Regions from separate parts of the Mus musculus genome. Here region 2 is linked to region 1. A link is a contact called in public promoter capture Hi-C data. All regions are on one chromosome and are shown on one strand. Each heading gives the region's core, a stretch centred on a gene start, on an enhancer-like site or on the middle of the called end of the contact. The rest is flanking DNA. Distances are from core to core; before and after follow the strand shown. Region 1 holds the start of Pgap3 (post-GPI attachment to proteins 3). Region 2 holds the start of Gast (gastrin).

Evidence for each region. Promoter capture Hi-C pulls out the DNA fragments that hold promoters and counts their contacts.
Region 2: a contact with region 1 is called in a promoter capture Hi-C map of hippocampal neurons, with 5 times the contacts expected there. The contact joins the promoter of Gast here to the promoter of Pgap3 in region 1. A contact is called at or near these places in 2 of 39 promoter capture datasets (hippocampal neurons and liver).

Annotation. Positions count from the first base shown.
Region 1 is chr11:98,396,868-98,402,891 of GRCm38.p6, forward strand. Pgap3 (post-GPI attachment to proteins 3) reads right to left here and starts at 3,623. Exons shown (of 8, transcript NM_001033537.2): 1 at 3,348-3,623; 2 at 2,018-2,115; 3 at 1,029-1,181. The coding sequence starts at 3,528.
Region 2 is chr11:100,331,188-100,337,211 of GRCm38.p6, forward strand. It overlaps Gast (gastrin), which reads left to right and starts at 3,220. Exons shown (of 3, transcript NM_010257.4): 1 at 3,220-3,271; 2 at 5,291-5,506; 3 at 5,618-5,810. The coding sequence starts at 5,296. The coding sequence ends at 5,712.

The sequences.
Region 1 (6,024 bases), core at 2,373-4,872:
GTCAGAGTCTGCCACCACCAGACCCTGGAGCAGCCTGCACTCTTGCTTTTCCTGCTGGGTGGCTCTTGACCTTTCTGGCCTACAGACGCCCTTACCCTCTGCCCTGCTGTCTTTACACTTTCTGGATTTGTTTAGAAGATTCTCCTGCTCTTCTCATATTTACCCCGACACCTTCAACTCCTCAGGCCTATCTCACACCAGGGAGGCCTTGCTCTGTTGCTCTGTAGGCCGGTCCCCATCAAGTGCCCTACAGCTCCCCCCTCCTTTGTGCTTTCTTCAAGGCTCTACTTTAACATCCAATCGTGGGTTTCTGAGACTAGTACCAGAGGGCAAGGAACATGTGTGTTTTCACATGTTTGGGGGCTTCCAGCACCCAGCAAAGGGCTTGTCACACAGCAGGTGTCCCGTGGACACAAATGAAGGCTCTTATAGCAGGAAGGGGGTGGGATTTTTTTTTCCCTTATGGCCTATCATAGACACTCTGACAGACATCCACTGCACCCCCTTCTTGTCACAAGGTGCCCCTCTGTACCCAAGACCACATTTCTTCAACGGTTCCCAGGCCATGGATTCTAGTTCCTAGGCCCAGCCATACTGGTGAGGCTAAGCCATCTTTCCTACTCTGATAAATCTATCTGGGTTCTCAGAACAAGGCTGATCTCCTATAAGAACTCTGGGCCACAACAAAAGTCGTATTAATCCTCCAGAGGGGTCTTGGAAAGACCCACCCTCCAAGATTGTTCCCTACTATTCACTTCCTATCCCTGTTGGTAAACCACCCCACGGAGGCCTAAGCTTCCTCGCTTAGGGCAAGAATAACATGTGTCCTCCTTCCCTCGTCCAGAGCACACTGGGCAGGAACACTCTCCACCAGAAGCCTGCTGCCGCACCTTCTGTTTCTGCGGTGCCTGGAACCATACACTTTAGCCCCGGAAACTGAAGAAGCTGGCTGCTAGATGCCCATCTCTGGGGATGGAAGGGCTCCCCTTCTCATAGCAGGGTGCAGAGTGTCCTGGCAGGCTACCTACCCAAGCGAAGGCCATGCAGGTATGGTACATGGGGGAGGAGGCTGGCACAGAGGCGCGATAGCGGCAGAGCATCACCAGGCTGGCCAGGCCATTGAGGAGTGAGGCCACGGCAGAAGCTGGCTCTTGGATGAACAGGAACCGGGAGAAGGGCCACTGAAAAAGGAGCACAGGGAGGTGAGGAGTGGCAGCCCCTACCCAGCCTGGTCCACCTTTCCATGACGGCTGCACTGACAGCACTCCAGCTGGTTCCTCAGCTCAGGATTTCAAGTTCCCTCAAGTTAATGGGTATCTCTCCAGAAGTCCCTGGTTAAGATGAGAGTCTTTCCCTGGCTGGCAGGCAGCCACTGCCATGGGAGCCTGACACTGGGGACAGCAGACACATGGGGTGAAACCATACAGACCTGCCATCCAGATGTAGGCCCCATCCCCCTTCAACTGATTGCCATCGTCCTCGGGGCGCCTGGCTGCTTTGTGGTAAAGTAGGGTGACCAGTTCCTGGCAACCCCACAGGCCAAAATGAGGTAACAGTGGGCACAGAGCCGAGGTGGTGGTGGGGGTCTGAAGGGTATTTCTGATGATCTAGACTCTGACTGGAGAAGCAGGGACAGGAACATCTCAGTCAGGGTCTGTGGGTACTGCAAGGGGGTCTTTCTGCTTGTGGTTTTGTTTTTTGGAGAGAGGGGTTCACTATGAAGCCTTGGCTGCACAGATTAGGTGGGCCTTAAATTCACAGAGAGCCACCGGCCTCTACCTCCCAGAGGCAGGTATTAAAGGTGTGTGCCATCACAATTGGCTTGGGACACAGACCTTATTCCTCCAAATTCAGAAGCAGGACACACTGGCACCCTTGGAAAAGGAAGAGATGCTGAGCGCAAGTACCTGTCCTATCTCTCCGCACCCTGTGACACTGCATCTCAGGCTGCTGGGATGGCATGGACCAGCTCGGGGCTGAAGGGCCACCATGTACCATCCCTGAGCCCCCGACTCACCTTGCCATGGAACTGAGGCACTCTGTGGCCCTCCTGAAGGTAGAGGCCAACAGTGAACCACATACACTCATACTTGCAGTCGTCCCGACAGGTCCAGCCTGAAACAGACAAACAGGACTACAGCTGTGTGAGGACTTAGGGAGGCATAAGCCTCCAGGCACGAATGGAGACCAAGAGGACCTGAAGGCTGGACAGAATCAGCGGAAATCTCAGAATCTTACTTCCCAGTTGGACAGAGAAGAGAGGGTGGGTGTGCGCTCGAGCACGCACGCACACACACACACACACACACACACACACACACACACACAGCGGGGGGGGGGGGAGAATATATTATATCAGTGGGAGCAAAGAGAATAGTTTCTTCTCCCTTGATCTAAGCTCTTAGGATCTGGCAGGCCCCTCTTGGAGACCTAGGTTCATACTTGTCCATCCTGAACCCAGGGAGGGATCTTTGGTGCCCTCCTATGTCCTGTGAAAATCGAGCTCAGACCTTTCATCAGACTCCTCAGGTTCCCCGGTACCTTTGTTTCCTTATTGCCCCTAATCTTCCTGCTCCCTGATCTCTGGGTAAACCAAGATGCTTCATGTACCCAAATCCTCCTAGGACCTCCAAGCTCTCTGTTGCCTCTGTCTGGAATGGAAACCGGATAATAATGTGGAGGAGCTGTTGGTCAAACAGGTCAGATCTGGGAATTCTGCTCTGCCACTTTACAGACGGTGTGACCTTGGGCAAGGTACTTAGTCTCTCTGAGTGTTCTCATCTTTAAAGCGGATTAGGGAAAGTATCTGACGGGGTTGTGGTGAAAGCCAGCTGACCTGCTGTGACACCCGTCCAACGTGGGTGCTCAATATGTTGGTTGACATCAATTCCATCCTGTTTAAATTGTTCTGTGGTTGAACACCCTGCCTCCACCCACTGAAGCTGACTCCGTCCCTTTCACTTCCAAATGCGTATAGTGCTTAACCTATGGGCCCATTAGGTCTCAAACTATTCTGTCTTGGAGAAGGCTAATGTTCACCTGCCTGGGGATTATAAGCCCAGAAGGGCAGGCTCCTGGTCTGCTTCCTGGGTTACTTCAGGTCTTCTTTGTATTTAAAAAGTAGTGGTTTGAATAAATAACATGAAACCTCTGGAAAGGTGGGGTAGGCTGATGCAATAGCCCCCCCCCCACCTTCCCACCCCTCCACACACACTCAGGAGGCTCCTGACATTAACACTCTTGAGAGAACGCTGAGGGAAACTGAGGTTCTAAGTTGCAGAACAGCAGGGCACAGTAGGCGGAGCCAAGACGAACAGGCGGGGCTTTCACGGGTGGGCGGGGCTTACCAGCTAGGCTCATGTAGATTGGCTGGCGGGAGCGGAAGTGCTTCAGTGCGTCTCCCGAACAGTTCCGTTCCTCGCATCGGAGCACGCAGTCGCGGTACACGGGCTCGCGGTCGCCCTGGGAACCCCCCGCGAGTCCCACTGCCAAGGTTAGCAGCAGCAGCGGCGCCGTCCGCTTGGCCATTCTGTCACTGTGCCCGGCCGCTGAGGGAGGAGCTTGGGAGAAGACGAAGTCCCACTTCCGTAACAACCGGAAGTACCTGTGTTCATCGTTGCATCCTCCGCTGACGCCCGCCCACTTTAAATAAAAGTTCCCGGATTTCAGTGGGCGGGTACCCCACCTCTATACTGCTGTCTCCTCTTTTCATATACAGCACCTAAGGAGAAGGGGCGATTTGCGCCCAGGAGCAAATTAAGTGTACTTTCTCCCTTCTATTTTACACGGTCTTTGTTTCAAGCAGACGCCTTTCTGTCACCCACTCTCTTAGATTCCAGTTTCCAAATGTTCTGGGTACCCCACTTATCCCCATTTCTTATGTCAGCATCTTGATTAAAGACGCTGCCATTAAAAGAGCTGAAGAACTTCTTAACAGGTGTCTTTGTCTCTACTTTGGTCCCCTCCAGTAGGCATTTCTCTCCTATTTAGCTTTGTGTTACTGTGATAAAGACCAACTTGGGGTTTGCTTTATGTCACCCCATCACAAGCCATCATGGAGGGAAGCCAGGGCAGGAACCTGGAGGTAAGAGCGGAAACAGAGGCCTCGAAGGAGTGCTGCCTACTGGCTTAGTCACTTAACAACACCCAGGACCACTTGCCCAGGGTTGGCACCTCCCACAGTGGTATGGACCCTCCCATGTCAATTATTAATCAAGAGAGTGTCCTCTGTAGACTTGCTGACAGGCCAGTCTGAAGGAAGCATTTATTTTCTTAATTGAGGTACCCTTTTCCCAGATGACCCTAGCCAGTGTCAAGCAGACACAAACACAAAAACGAACAACAACAAAACCCAAAACTAACCACGGCTCCACTTTCTAAAATTCAAGGTTGACCAATCTCTTTCTTACAATTCCTTACTAACTCCTCAACTCAGCCTGGCCTGGCCTGCTGGTCTTCACTCTGTTGCTCCAGATGCACTTTAAAGGTCCATGTCTCCAGAGTCTCTTGTCCTTGTGTGCTTTGGCCCTCTTGCTCCTGCTTGTTTTCCTGTTACCAATTAAAGGCTGTGTTTTAAGGATGATTGTTAGCACTGGATGGATACTATGTAGTGGCTTGTCTTTCCCCGATGGGATGGAGTCCTTTCTTGTCCTGCTCACCTCTGGCACTAAAGTAGAACTTTGCTTTCCATGGGAGACACTTTGAGATCCTTCTTCCTTCCTTCCTTCCTTCCTTCCTTCCTTCCTTCCTTCCTTCCTTCCTCCCTCCCTCCCTCCCTCCCTCTCTCTCTCTCTCTCTCTCTCTCTCTCTCTCTCTCTTTCTTTCCTTCTTTAAGTAAATGAACAACTTAAAACTGTCTGGGTGGGCTAGCCACCTGTGAGTGAAGGCTCTTCACTGAACTCGATTCCCAGAACTCAATAAAGGTGGGAAAAGAGAATCCTCTCCACAGAGTTGTCCTCTGACATCAAGTGTGCTGCAGCACACACACACACACACACACACACACACACACACACTCACACACACTGCACTCTCAGGGGCTGGGGAGGTGGCTTATCAGTGAAGAATGAATGTTGTTCCTGCAGAGGACTAGAGCTCAGTTCCTAGCATCCACAGAGGCAGCTCAGGGTCATTTGCAAATCCAGCTCCAGGGGATGGAAGAACTTTTTCCTGTCTTTTCAGGCATTGCATGTAGACACATATACCTTGATCGAGACACTTGCTTCAGTCACCCCCATCTCTGTGCCCAACCACCAGCACCCAAATCTTTCTGTAGCTTTGATGTCATGTAACTAAATCCTGCCTCCCTCCCCTCCTCCCCGCCCCCCCCCCCATTGTTTTTGTTCATGGTAATTCTCTCTTTACATCCTGGAGAGGGAATTAGGGTTGTGGGGTAGGATTTAAGGATTACTAAATCGAAGGTGGATGAGCAAGAAGTACTATGGAATTACCTTCATTTAACCAGCGAAGAGCTCAAGGGTATATCATTCACCCTGAATCTTCTGTGAATGACACTTCTTCCAGCTAAATATAACGTAAGTACTGTCTTTGAAGTGGACCATCCAGTTGATAGGGATGAGGAAATTACTGGTTTTTGTGGAGATAAGGTCTTAATGTATAGCCCAGAGTGGTCTCCAAATTAGAATCGTCCTGCCTCTGCCTCCTAAATGCGGGAGTATAGGCATTGGCCACCTCAGTTCACTCTGGGAAATTGAAATGAGAAAGCAAGCCAGGTGGGGTCACACACACCTTTAATCCCAGCATTAAAAGGGCAGAAGCAGGGGGATCTCTTTGAGTACCAGACTTACACACACACACACACACACACACACACACACCAAAACAAAACAACCCAACAACAAAGAAAACTAAAATGAAAAAGCAGGCACTGTGGTCCCCAGTAGCTGATGAGAGACACACAATCAAATCCTAATATTACAGCCAGCCCTTTACCTTTTTTTTTTTTTTTTTTTGGTCTTTATTATTCTGAGGATGTATCTTTTATGGGAGGCCATTGTTTGAACT
Region 2 (6,024 bases), core at 1,970-4,469, 1.9 Mb after region 1:
CTGTCAAAAAAAAAAAAAAAAAAAAAAAAAAAAAAGGAGGGGCTGGAGAGATGGCTCAGCTGTTAAGAGCACTGACTGCTCTTCCAGAGGTCCTGAGTTCAATTCAAACCACATGGTGGCTCACAACCATCTGTCGTGGGATCCGATGCCCTCTTCTGGTGTGTCTGAAGACAGAGACAGCGTACTCACATGCATAAAACACAAAAATATTTTTTTAAAAAAGGAAGAGGAGGAAGAGGAGGAAGGAGGGAGGGAAAGAAGGAAGGAAGGAAGGAAGGAAGGAAGGAAGGAAGGAAGGAAGGACAGGTACCTCAATCCAGAGAGACGAGGTTAAGAGAACTTCCTGCTCTTGCAGAGGACACAGGTTTGATTGCCAGCATCCACATTCGGCTCACATGAAAAATAGCCCAAGATAATTTACCTTTGGTTCGCAACTTTTTTTTTTTTTTTTTGAGACAAACTCTATGTAGTCTTAGTTGTAGACCAGGATAGTTTAGACTCAGAGACCTGTCTGCCTCTGCCTCCCAAGTGCTGAGATGAAAGGCCTGAGCCTGCAAACCGGGCTTAATTATTTGCAACATTTTAACTCTCCATAACCCCCTAATTCAGCCATGTGGCCTTGTAGACTCTCCTGTTCACACCAGCAGCCTTGGCTGGGATCCTCCTTAAGACTTCAAAGCTCTCCTCCGCTTTGTAGTTAAACTGGGTCCAGTCAGACAGGTAATAGATATTGAGTTTCTTATTTCAGTGACATCTTTGCAATGGCCTCTAAGGATTGGCACAGGGACTTACTTATTCAGTGAACCATCATTCTGCCTCCCGCATCCCTCCTCCTAGGAGGAGCTCCAGCCCAGCTCCTCTTTATGTGCATGAATTCAGACTGGGGAGAGTGCTCCCCCTCCATGGGCCTTAGTTTCTTCATCCATAGAATAGAGTCACGATGACACTAATGTCCTAGGATCATGGCACAAACTAACTGCATTTATTCCCACAGAGAACTTTACCCGCCTGTCACATGCACTATTACGACGGTGGGGGCGGGGGTCATGGGGAGGGCATGAGACTAAGTCTCATGGTCTGGTTTCCAACCTCACAGGCCCAGAAAGTGAACACAAACACCACTTAACAGCTCAGGGTTGGTTTCCAACACTGGCCTCCTGCTCAGTGGTAGGTAATGGCCTTTGGGAGGCTCAGCCTCCAGAGACTTCATTTTTGCTGCCTCCTCCAGTGGCAATTAAGTGGGGGCTTTCTCTTGAAGGACAGGAAATCTCGGGGTCACAAAGTGATGCTTTGAAGGGAATTACCCAAATGTGCCAAGTTTGTGCTTGGACTTTCTCCCACTCCCCTCCGCCCCTGCCCTGTGATGCCTGTATGAATGAATCCCATTTCACAGAGACGGCTAACTGAGGTTCAACATAGACAAAGGGAGGAGAAAAGTGCAAAATGTATTAAATTTCCACGGGTGCTGTGCAAAATGCTTCGGATATTGCATTGTCCCAAGGCCCACCCTCAAGTCATTTCCCCTACAATGTTTGGAGGAGAAAGCATCTCAACAACTAGAAAAGGGGAGAGCCAGGAAGCCTTCCCTTTTATCCAACCACAGGCCTTTGTGAGCACAATATGCAGTGCGCACACCCGAGGGAAAGGGCTATGCCTCTCATCTCTGAAGAGGACCCTTGTCATGGGCACTTTGCAGTGCCTACAATGACAGCCACCACTGCTGAATAGGAGGCAGGCTGCTGTTTATAATAATTGCCATCCTAGCTGGGGGAAGAACAGCCGGGGGCATAACCTGATCCACAGGCAGAAATCAACCTAGCTCTCTGGAAAGCTTGTAATTTCCTGTTACCATAGCAACACCAGCATCTCCATCCCCCCCAGGACGTGAGAAGAGCTGCTCTTACCATGTCCTTCCTCCCAACCCCCTCCAATACCTTCTATCTCTGAGATTTTTGTGTTTCAATTAATTACTGTCAATGCCTGTACTGCGTTTTGTCTCCTCCTCCTCCTCCTCTTCTTCTTCTTTTTATTTTTATTTTTTTCTTATTCCATCTGCTGAGTCACCGTGTCCTGCTCTGTATTAGAGTGGTTATTCACTAGAACATTTGGGTGCTGGTTGCCATGGCCACAGTGCAGCCTGCATCCTTCATCACCTGTTAATTCTCAGCAAGGCTGGTTGCGAGCGTGGGTACCACTGCCCTTATACAAGACCCAAGGGACATCAAAGCTCCTCAAGACAGGAAAGGGGGCCCAATGACGCATACATGAGAGCAAATGTCTCATCTCAGTTATGGAAAAAAAAGTCTAGAGATTGTTATAACCTTGCAAACCACATTCAGGTGGAAGTTTATCAAATAAACCAAGAAATGTATCATTTTTCTTTCCCGGTACATCTTTGAAAAAATGCCTTCGTTCACTAACCACTTTAAGATGTAATTTTTTTGTTGCAATGTTATGAATTCTTTATGCAAATCACAACCTACCCCTGAAAGCAACATGGAAGAGTCTTGAAACACAAGGTCCTCAAGGAACTGGCTCCCAGTAGGGGGCTGGCTAGAGGTCTGATTAGGTGCAAACCCAAGGAGTGGGTCCAAGAGTGTTGGGCAGATCCCGCCCAACATAGAGGGCATAGACAAGAGATGCTGAGGGTTTTCCATGGTAACAGGAGCATAAAAGGGTTCCAAGGCAACCAACATGAGAATCTCAACAGAAAGAGCAAGCCCATCAGCCCATGGCCCATTGCTCCTGATAACTATGACAATGATATCCTGTTTGCAAAGCCCAATGGAGGGGACAGGGATCAATAAGTCAGCCTACATGCATACACTACCTGTTCATCAAACATCAACATATGCGCACATTGGTCATTTGATTCTCATTCATTCTCTCCCTTCCCTCTCCTCTCAGCCCCGCCCCATGGGATGTAGTCCAATAGAAGACTAGGAAGCCGATGGCCCAAGGCATACAGTAGAATGAGCTGCTCTGGAGCCCAGGGAATCTGTCTCCTGTCTGTCTCCTCCCTGTTTCAGCCCTTCCCTTTCCCCATATTCTGAATAAATAACTAATTGATTGACAGCTCTGTGACAGGGTGGGGCAGAGTGACAGGTTGAACCTACATTCCAGGCCCATTTCTCTTGCTGTGGGGAGTCTGGCCTCACCTGGAAGGAGGGTTTGGGAGGAACCTCGAGGGCTTTATAAGGCAGACCTGGAGCAGCGCACAGAGCAGAGCTGACCCAGCGCCACAACAGCCAACTATTCCCCAGCTCTGTGGGTGAGAAATTGGGAAGGGAAAAGAGGGAAAGGGAGGGGAGGGAAGGGACAGCAAGGATGAGAATTGACAAGCCCCCTGCCTTTAGAGGCTCCAGGCCATGGTGTCTCCAGAGATGGGGTCCCTTGCTTGGCCCAGAGTGGAAGGAACTGAGTCGCAGTTCTAAGGCCACACTGTTGTCCGTGATTCCCGCCTGCCTTTCTGCTTCACTTAGAACCCAGCCATGATCCTGGGGCTCCTGCCAGCCAGGGAGATGAGCAAGTGAGGGCCTATCCCCCATTGCTAAGATGAGAAAACTGAAGTCTAGAAGACAGGACGTGCTAAGACTGGAACTCACAGCTCTGGGTCCCGTCGCAAGCCCTTTCCTAGGCCAGTGCTACCTAAAAGAAAATTCTGCAATAATGAGAATGCTTTAAATCCGCACTTTCCTATATAGCAGCCATTAGCCACAGGAGTACTTATCATGTGGCTAGTTCAAAGGTGGAAAAATTGTATAGCAATTCATTCAAATGTAAGGAGACACAAATAACTAGTGACTGCCATATTTATCAAGCTGTATGGCTCATATTGGACAGAACAATTGTCTATAGCATTGATTTTTTCCCCCTTTTCATTCATTCTTTCTTTTTGGAAGGGTATCACTCTAGCCCTGGTTTGCCTAGCACTCACAGAACCTTGAGAGTGAGGCAATCCTGCCTCAGCCTCCCAAGTACTGAGACAGAAACAGGAGCCAGCAAGTCCAGCTGCGATTTTCAACATTTCTTTATTAGCCACAAATATTTCTCTCCCTCAGAACATCTCATTTGAGAATTTTGTCATAAGAAGCTAATATTTTTAAGGTTTTTTTTTGGTTGTTGTTGTTTGGTTGTTTTTTGTTTTTTTGTTTTTTTCAAGATAGGGTTTCTCTAGTACCACCCTGCCTGTCCTGCAACTAGCTCTATATAGAGACCAGTAGAGACCAGGCTGGCCTTGAACTCAGAGATCCGCCTGCCTCTGCTTCCTGAGTGTTGGGTTTGAAAGCATGTGCCAACACTCACAGCCTCTAATATATTTTTTTTTTAGTTTTTCGAGACAGGGTTTCTCTGTAAGACCCTGGCTGTCCTGGAACTCACTTTGTAGACCAGGCTGGCCTCGAACTCAGAAATCTGCCTGCCTCTGCCTCCTGAGTGCTGGGATTAAAGGCATGCGCCACTATGCCTGGCGTTTTTGTTTTTGTTTTTTTCTAATATCTTTTAATACACATTTTTCTTACGGGGGAAAGTTAAAAAAAAAAAAAAGCAAAAACAAAAACAAAACAGAAAATATCAAGTCCCAAGAACAGATAAGGTTTGGAACTTGATGTTTGCTTGGGCATTCTACTTTAGGTCCAAGCTGTGGTTTCCCCAGACTTGACTCACCCCACAGCTTGGCTGCAAATGCTGGGTTTAATTTATTTTCCTTAGCTGCATAAGTACAGTTGCAGGCTGTTCATCAGCTAAACACAGCGGAGCCTCTGCTCCAAGGTTGCCTAGCAACCATGGGGCCCAGCCTCTGATGGACATACTAGTGGTCTCCAAGTGGCAGTGTATGATCTATAACACCTTTTAGTGTGCGCATGCCTCTTTGTTGTTGCTACTTAAAATTTCACTTTAAGCTCTAAGAGTCACCGGACCTAGCCTCATCTGGTGGAACAGTCTGGAAAATACTGTTCTATGGTCATTGTGGGTGATTTTTTGCATTTGAAATTGTGTGTGTGTGCCTGTGTATGTGTGCATGCACACACACATTTGGATGAGCAAGGCCAGTACCCATATGGACATCAGAGGAAGTCTATTGCTCTGTAGTTTAGTCCATTGAAACCAGATCTCTCTCCCCCTCCCCTCCCCCTCCCCCTCCCTCTCTCCTTTCCTCCCTATCTCCCTTTCTCTCCCTCTCCCTCTCTCTTTTTGTAGCGAGGCAGATTAGAGCTCATCTGGTCTAGCCCTTTACCTCTGGGACTATGGAATAGCCCCATCTTGAAGCCCAGTTCTCTTCCCTTCTCAGACAAGATGCCTCGACTGTGTGTGTACATGCTGGTCTTAGTGCTGGCTCTAGCTACCTTCTCGGAAGCTTCTTGGAAGCCCCGCTCCCAGCTACAGGATGCATCATCTGGACCAGGGACCAATGAGGACCTGGAACAGCGCCAGTTCAACAAGCTGGGCTCAGCCTCTCACCATCGAAGGCAGCTGGGGCCCCAGGGTCCTCAACACTTCATAGCAGGTAGTAGCTGCTGAGCCAGCCAGGTTTAGCCATGGTTCCTCCATACTGACCCCACAGTTCTTTGAGACTTGGCCTTCTTCTCTCCGTTCTTACCTCCTGTTACCTCCTCAGACCTGTCCAAGAAGCAGAGGCCACGAATGGAGGAAGAAGAAGAGGCCTACGGATGGATGGACTTTGGCCGCCGCAGTGCTGAGGAAGACCAGTAGGACTAGCAACACTCTTCCAGAGCCCAGCCATCTCCAGCCACCCCTCCCCCAGCTCCGTCCTTACAAAACATATTAAAAATAAGCTAGCTTCCAATGTATCCCTGAGTCATGTCATGTGCTTGACTGGAGAGGGGTTGAGGCAGGAGGGAGAGCTGAGTACACCTTAGAGGCAGACCCAAGAGTAGCACTAATCAAGGATCTACCTGGGTGGGCAGTTAAACTTACTGCTCTTTCAAAGGATTCTGGTTCAATTCCCAGTACCCATATTGGGTGGCTCACAGCTGCCTATAAGTCCAGTTAGAGGGAATCCAA